2 separate regions of the Mus musculus genome follow, and region 1 is linked to region 2. The links are chromatin contacts, called in public promoter capture Hi-C maps. All regions are on one chromosome and are shown on one strand. The core of a region is the stretch at or near the end of the contact, and the rest is flanking DNA. Distances in the headings are between cores, read along the strand shown.

The links. Promoter capture Hi-C pulls out the DNA fragments that hold promoters and counts their contacts.
Region 1: a promoter capture Hi-C map of second pharyngeal arch cranial neural crest shows a contact between it and region 2. The contact joins two enhancer-like sites. A contact is called at or near these places in 2 of 39 promoter capture datasets (cranial neural crest and second pharyngeal arch cranial neural crest) and 3 of 115 datasets of contacts at active chromatin or transcription factors (embryonic stem cells and pancreatic cancer cells).

What each region holds. Positions count from the first base shown.
Region 1 is chr6:34,724,865-34,728,877 of GRCm38.p6, forward strand. All of the region lies in intron 3 of Cald1 (caldesmon 1), which reads left to right. Gm38787 (a long non-coding RNA gene) reads right to left here. Exons shown (of 3, transcript XR_868972.2): 1 at 1,654-4,013. Among named protein-coding and RNA genes, the nearest start is that of Gm38787, 5.9 kb to the right of the region's middle. Within about 2 kb of position 2,632, at least 11 of the 459 cell types and tissues checked have an H3K27ac peak or open chromatin away from gene starts, as enhancers often do.
Region 2 is chr6:34,291,152-34,295,250 of GRCm38.p6, forward strand. No RefSeq gene overlaps it. Among named protein-coding and RNA genes, the nearest start is that of Akr1b3, 24 kb to the right of the region's middle. Within about 2 kb of position 1,875, at least 53 of the 459 cell types and tissues checked have an H3K27ac peak or open chromatin away from gene starts, as enhancers often do.

The DNA of each region.
Region 1 (4,013 bases), core at 1,382-3,881, 430 kb after region 2:
AGGGCACCAGATATGGTGGGACTGAAGTTACAGGCTGTTGTGTGTCATCCTATGTGGGTGCTGGAAACTGAACCCAGGATCTCTGCAAAAGCGGCGAGTTCTCTTAACCCCTGAGCCATTTCTCTAAACCTCATTAGTTTCTTCAAACTATGAACCAAAGGAAATTTTTCTTCCCATAAGTGACTTCTTCCAGGATAGCTTTTCATAAGTATTTGGAAAATGTATAATACAGAAGATAGCATCAAGTAAAAGGTTCTACCTGGGATCCAATCAAATGAGTTCAGGAGGCTCCCCTTACCTGGGGCTTCATTACATTGATTTAACCTTGGTCACCTTTGCTCCAAAAATATTAAGTTGAAAGTTCTGGACATAGTTTATTTATTTTAAATCATGTTTATTATAGTCTATCATTAGAGTTGCATTTTGTTATTGACTATGGTGCTTCATTCTTACTGTGCCTCATTTATTAATTAAGTTTCATCATAACTACATACATAGAGAGTCCCATACTATATGTAGTAGCAACCATCAATGGAATGCCTTAGGCTCCATCCCCACAGGTGAGAGGGAACAACTATATAAAGAATCGTTTTCTACACTTTGCTCCAAAGTATAGCTGTAGAGAATACAAGTCTTACAGTCTTACTTTGGAGTCATGGCTACTAATTCCTGGGTTAAAGGATACCACATATAGTCAGTATAGTGTTCTGAGAACTTAATAGCCAGTTCTAACTATCCTTTTAATTTTTGGATTGACTGGACAAGCAGTTAAAAGGTCTGGAACTAAACAAAATCTCTGGCCCCTTAAACATGGATCTCAAAGTAAACTTGCAAAGTAGATGAAATTAAGCTAAAAACCATTGAATGAAATTAAATGTGTAACTAATCATAAGACAGCCCATGATATGATGGAACTAGGCATCTTTGTGTTTCTTACAACATCCATTGAATTGCAAGCCAGTTTTGGCTAGGGCTCATTAAATGTTTCTAAAGGAGCAAAGTTGAATATGCTGCTCTCTCTGAATTAGTTTTGCTTTCCACTGACATCACAAAAAGCCAAAAGGACTGCCAGGCACACACACAAACATGAGAGAGACAGGCAGGTGGTGTGTACACAGTTACACACACACAATGAAAGAGGCAGGCAGGTGGTGTGTACACGGTTACACATAAACAATGAGAGAGACAGGCAGGTGGTGTGTACACAGTCACATACAAACAATGAGAGAGACAGGCAGGTGCTGTGTACACGGTTACACATAAACAATGAGAGAGACAGGCAAGTGGTGTGTACACATTCACACACACATAATGAGAGAGGCAGTCAGGTGGTGTGTACACATTCACATACAAACAATGAGAGAGACAGGCAGGTGGTATGTACACATTCACATACAAACAATGAGAGAGACAGGCAGGTGCTGTGTACACAGTCACATACAAACACACAGAAAGATAAATCTTTGATCTGGACCAGAGTCCACAGTCTGAATAGAAAACAAACAAACAAACAAACACACACACCAGGTGACTCAGTTTGCCTTAGCCTCCCATTATTGACCAGGTTCAAATCAGATATGTCTTCTGTCCACCACCAATTGTGGCTGTGGTTATTGTTGTTGCTTGCTTTGGTTTTAGACAAGGAAAACATACCTTTTCCAGTTCCTAGTTCCAGGAGGGATCTGAATAATGACTTCTGCCAAGAAAGAAGCATAAGGATACCAAGCATATCCATGATAAATCCACTGAAACATTTGCATTCTAGACCAGTGCGCAAAATGTACCAGCCCAAGCAAGCACTGGAAAGTTTGTGGCCAGTAATTGCTTTCAACAATTAGAGGGAAGGATTTGAGAGAAATGAGGTGTCGGGTTACCACACTTTCAATGTTTAGAGGGGGAGGGTTTGAGAGAAATGTGACAAGTTGGGGTCCCGCTCTTGTATTTGTTGCTGATGTCACCTCTGCCATCAAGCTGTGAAGCTGATGCTGTTGCTCCGTTCAGGTTTAATATGGTTCTGATCTGTCATCTCATAGTCACGGTCATTTCTTCCCTCAGTGAGATTCCCCCACACCCCGGAACACCTTCGGTGCCTCCCCAGGTGCCACCTGTCAGTGTTTCAATGCCTTTTGCTTCCCTTTCATGCTTTTGGGCATCCTTAGTCAATGAAAGTAGTGTATGGAAATCACATGGTGCCGGGGTGAGGTGGGGGTGAAACAGAACTTTAGCTCTAGAGGAACACTCCTGATGATGGATGTAGGGGGTGGGGTCTTAGATGCAAATAAAGCAGTCCGTGATGCAGGTCTGACACAACCTTGGTGACTTCACAGGAGGCACAGGCCGATTTTCAGGATGCCTGCTGCTTCTGAGCCTCTCTCGAGGGTGGAGGGTCGGTGCATCTGGAGCTGGCAAGAGGAAAGGGGGATGTTAATGTTGCTATAGAAGCAGGAAGGCAGGGGAAGAGAAAATGGAGTGGAAGGGCAAAGAATTAAAGCTTTTTCTGGTACTTTTCTGGCCATCCCTTCTGGCCCTGACACCTTACCCCTGACCCCTTTTCTAGCCATGTGTACCATCCCCAGAGGCAAGCACGGGGCTTAGAATGCGCAGCTCTCGGTGCCACGTGGCCCTCTAGTCTCGGTGGAGTCAGAAGGTTTACCTGTGGCAGGCCTTATCTAGTTTAAACTAACATTGCTAAAGAGCCCTGTGCTTTGAAGGTTTGTGCAGAAGCTGCAGGCAGAAGGGAAATTGCTGGAAATACAAGGAAGGTTGTGCTCAGGGAGCCAGTGCCCACCTCGCTGAGGGAGCACGGAGGAGGGCTTCCTCTGCCCCTCGCTTGCTTTTTTCAGCAGGCTGTGTGAGGAGCCAAAGGCTTTTCCTAGGTCTGTAATCTCTACTGAAACCCAATCCACGTAGCACACAGTCCACCCACTGTAGATATACAAGCCCAAGGTTCTTAGTACAGTCGCCGACCGCACAGCCATCGACCGCCATAGTCACTGACCAACATTTTCACCTTCAGCAAAAACTCACATGGTAAAAAAAAAAATTATGTGGAAAATAGACTTTCGTTTGTGATTTTGTTGTTGAAAAAATCTGTAAGTGTGATCTACCAAGACAATCATACCTTGTCTTCATACCTAGGCTTGAGGGGGAAATAAAACTCTTAAATCTCACAAGTAGAAGTTGAAGCAATTTATTTAAAATTCGTGTGGCTTTGGAAGGAGAAATGGTGGACAGACACACATTGGAAATTAGGGGGGATTTAGTATGTTAGCTCCATGCTTCAACATACCAAGCGTTTATCTCTCCCACTTGTACGTATCCATTTTCCATAAACTTAAACACAAGACTAAGGGACTGGAGAGAGGACTCAGCCCTTAAGAGCAGTTGTTCTTGCAGGGGACCTGGCTTCAATCCCCAACACCCCTCGATGGCTCACAAACATCCATGATTCTGGTTCCAGGGCATCTACCACCCTTTTCTGACTTCCTCAAGCACCAGACATACACATGGTGCTCACGTATAAATTCAAGCAAACACTCATACTCATATAATTTTAAAAATTAAAAAAAAAAAAAAAAACCCTAAGCTGCAACTGTCATTGAAAGTTGAATGGCAGAATCAACTGAAGCTCACGCTAGCCAGGCTTTCAAATAACTGATCACAGTGTGCTAAAACTAAGATTAAGATGTAATAGAAGTTCTATGAATACTGATAAATTAGACCTTTAATAAGTTTTTTCAGTATTATTCTCTTACACTTCTTTTTGTGTTTTATAATGTGTAAGCATTTCAATAGTACTATATATGATTAATTTGTAAATAACTGAATATATATAAATCAAGACAGATAACTGATGGCACCTGGCTTTTTGTTGTTTTCTTTCTTTCTTTCTTTCTTTCTTTCTTTCTTTCTTTCTTTCTTTCTTTCTTTCTTTCTTTCTTTGTTAGACAAAGTCTCACTATGTAGCCCAGGCTGGCCTAGAATTTGCTACATAGACCAGGCTCATAGATGTC
Region 2 (4,099 bases), core at 625-3,124:
GCAGAGTGTGGTAATAAATATGTTTTTATTAATGATCAAATAACAGATCTGGTGACAATCTTTAAAACTATGGTAATTTCAAAATGGTGATGAGCCTCTGTAGCACTTGATGAAATTTGTAACAGCAGCACACATGGTAACAACTAGGATCCCCTCTCCCTCCCTCCTTCCCTCCCTCCCTCCTTCCCTCCCTCCCTCCTTCCTTCCCTCCCTCCCTCCCTCCCTTAATGCATTTATTATCAAGGATATTGTAGCTAAATGGTGTTGTAAAAGAGAATCATTTTATAATGATTTGTGTTAGTTACTTCTCTGTTGCTGTGATAAAGCCCCATGACCCAACGCAATCCATGGAAGGAATTTATTTCAACTGTAGAAGGATACAAATCCATCATGGTGGGAAGGCACGGTAGCAAGGGGCCGTCGTGACACCAAGACAAGGCAGCTAAGAGCCTCCATCTTGAACCACAAGTTATGCAGAGAGAGTAAACTGAAGTAGGGCAAGTCTATGAACTCTCAAGGCCCGCCTCAGTGGTATCTCTCCTTCAGCAGGGCTACATCGCCTAAACAGCCCCAAACAGCACCACCAACTGGGGACCAAGTATTCTAAACATGTACGTTTAAGACTGTGAACACGACAGTGTAGGGGGGTCCTTGGGTAAGCAAGAGTGAAGAATGCCGTTGAAGAGCGAGTATTAGTTTGGTATTTCAAATGTGCCCATCAACAGGGAGAGAGTACAGATAAACATGTTTTTGTAAGCCTCAGTTTTCTTCTTTGGAGATGGGTGAACCCAGATCACTGCTGAGATTTTAGTAACGTAAGGAAATCAGTGGATCTGATCCAAACTCTAAAGGGTCCCCCTAACCCAGTAGTGGGGATTTGGGTCCTAGGAATATTGACTAAATGCCTTAGAGAGCTCAGAGGCTTGTAGGGTGGGGTGGAGACAGAATAGAAGCTCTAGTAAAAGAGCAGAAACCCAGAAAAGAAGGGAGACCTCAGGAATAGGCCAATGAGCCAGGTGAAGAGGAGGCGGAGGCCATCCGAGTCCCAGGCTGGCAAGAGAAAAAGGAAACAGCAGACACTGCAGAGAGGGGTGAGCAGCTCAGGAGAGGCAGGCGGCAAGCAGAAGAGTTAGTAACAACACAGGCACCAAGAGAGGGAATGCCTGTGTGGTTTGAGGTTTTTATTTTACAAGATATTTCTGGAAAGCCCCAGAGAGGAAAGGTAATATAAGAGGGTTATTACCAGCTGTGGTTTCCATTAGTGAAAAGGTCATGTGATCACTTCTCTTCCTATTTTACATCCACCGTCAAATCTCATTCCCCTCCAGTCAGTATGGACAAATCTGTTGAATTCTATCTGGTTTCAATATCGCTGCATAAGTGTGAGGCAGGCATAAAGGGAGCAAACGACACAAGGATGTAAAGGGAAAGGACCGGGGTGCTCATGAATTTGGTTTCTGGACACAAGAGAAGGGGGAGATGATATATGGGGTCATTAGCAGGTGGATTGTTGGGAATAGCAAGGCATGACTGGCCTGCCATGTCTGTCAACTGGGGCAAGCTGTGCGACACACACCCTGTAGGGATCATGTATTTACACAGTGGCTCGGAACACGGAGCTTGCTGTGTCTGCACCTCCTTCCCTCCTCCTCAAACTGCATGCATTCTGTATACGTTAAGAGTGGTTCTTGTTTGGTGGGAGCAACGCTACCTCCCTCACAAACTCTCGGTGAGGGTTGGAGGTGGTGTATACCAAGGGCTTAGTGTTGTACCCGCTCCTTCTGTTAGTGGCTTAGACAGTGGTACTGCCAGGAAGGGTCTCTCCACGTACAATCACTAAAACAGAAGTGTTGATCCAGCTTAGCCAGCAGAGGGAGGCACACACCGTGCTATAAGCTTAGGAGGCTAGGAGGTGGTAAGCATGGACGGAAACGGCCTTTGTCTCACACAGCCTGAGCAGGAGGAACAAGGCTCCCGTCTGCCTTTGCTTGGCTTTGGCTTGGCTTTGGCCTTGTAAAGGGTGCTCAGCCCAAGTGCTTGACTTAAACCCACTTAGACCACAGAGGCACTGTCAGGTGAGTTCTGATGAAACAGGCAGGCCAGGGAGCAGACAGGAACCAGAGAGAGGGCAATGTATGTACTCCACCCTATCCAAGAGGAATTTAGTCACGTACATGGACAGAGGAGAAGCTGGGTCAAGGAAGATTTCAGCAGCATAGAGTAGAGGCCAGGCCCTTTGTGCTGCCTAATTGCCTTCGTGTGAATGGGAATATCACCTCCCTGCAGTCTATAAAATATGCAATCCTTTCCTGTCCTCTGTCACCATCAGGCGGTTATCACCTCATGTTTCCCTGCAGGCAAGACTTTGCGAAGACTGCTCTCTACGGGCACACAGAGAAAGTAGCCTCTCTACTGTAAAGTGGAAAGGTAAGAAGTTATAGGCACAGACATCTTAGCCCATCTCTTCTACTTTCCTCCAGAGAAATCCAGGAAGTGAGATGCAATTGAATAGGACATAGGAACAATGTGCACGAAATAGGTACGTTCATTATCTTTCGTAGGACTCATTCCCCTCTTTCTAAAGGAAAATGCCACCAGCTTCCAGATGATGCCTGAGGAGTCCCTTCTAGATTGTCATGCGAGAGATGGAGTAATCTTTCCATGCTTTTCAGTGTGCGGAAGGAAGTTGGCCACATAACTAGGTCTCCATACTCAACACCCACTGATCATTACCCAAGTGCAGGAAGTAAGCAGAGAGTCCTGAGGCATCCAACTTTGTTTTTCGTGGAAGACTTTTTTTTTTTCCTTAAACACCTTTTAAGAGTCAGAACCTGAAGGTGGTGAGATGGCTCAGTGGGTAAAGGTACTCGCCTCCAAGCCTGATGACTTGAGTTCGATCCCCAGAGCCCACACAGTCAAAGAAGGGAACCAGAATTGACTTTCATAAGTTGTCTTCTGACCACCACATGCTCGCTGTGTCATGTGTGTGTACACACATGCAAACACACGCACACATAAAATAAATAGTAAAAAAACCAGAGCTGGCTCTTTAAGCTCTCACCTTTCCTACTCTCATCTCTAGCCCTCCTTCTCTCTCTCTCCCTCCCCATCTCTCTCCACGTGGCCATGGCCAGCCTCTGTCTTTCTACCTGCTCTCTTTCCCCCTGCCTTTCTACAATAAAGCTCTAAAACCACTAAGAGAGAGAGAGAGAAAGAGAGAGAGAGAGAGAAATATCCAGAGCTGGGCATGGTACACTTTTAATCTCAGCACTTTGGAGGCAGAGACAGGAGAGGCTCTGAATTCAAGGCTAGCCTGGTCTACAAAGCAAGTTCCCAGCTGTCAGGGCTACATAGAGAGACCCTGTCAAAAAACAAACAAACAAACAAACAAACAAACAGGAATCAGAACCCCCTTTGTAATGAGTTGGTGTATAATTAAACAGAGTAATCAAGAAGGACTTACTTTGTCGGATTGAGATTGGGGATGGGAAGGGAAGAGAAAACCCACGCATTTTCCTCACTGCTCCCCAAATTAGAGAGGAGGCCTCCGGCTCCCTTGTGGTTTCCCATTGGAAGATGAAACGGTGGGTCTGTAGTCCAGACTGTTCCACTAATTGATGATGAGTATCCAAAATGATGTGCTCAGGACTAAGAGGATATCAGTATAGGTGATTATAGGTGAGTGTCTTAGTGTATTTTCCTGTTGCTGTGACAACAATTTAAGAGAGAGAAGGTTTATTCTGATTCACAGTTCTGGGTTAGACCATCATGGCAGAGAATCAAGGAAGGGGTCTGAAACTTGAAGCAGCTGGTCCCATTACATTCACAGTCAGAAGGGACTAGTGGATATATGGATGTCGCCTGCTGCTCAGCCCCTCTCTCCACACTTACACAGCCCAGGATCCCCTCAGGGAATGGTGCTACCCACAGTGGATGGGTCTTCCCACACCAACTAATAACCAAGATCACACACACACACACACACACACACACACACACACACACACACACGCGCGCGCGCGCGCACGCGCGCGCGCGCGCGAGAATGCTGGACTCAAGTCCATAGGCTAAGCTCTAGTCTTCGGTGACTCAGTTAAAT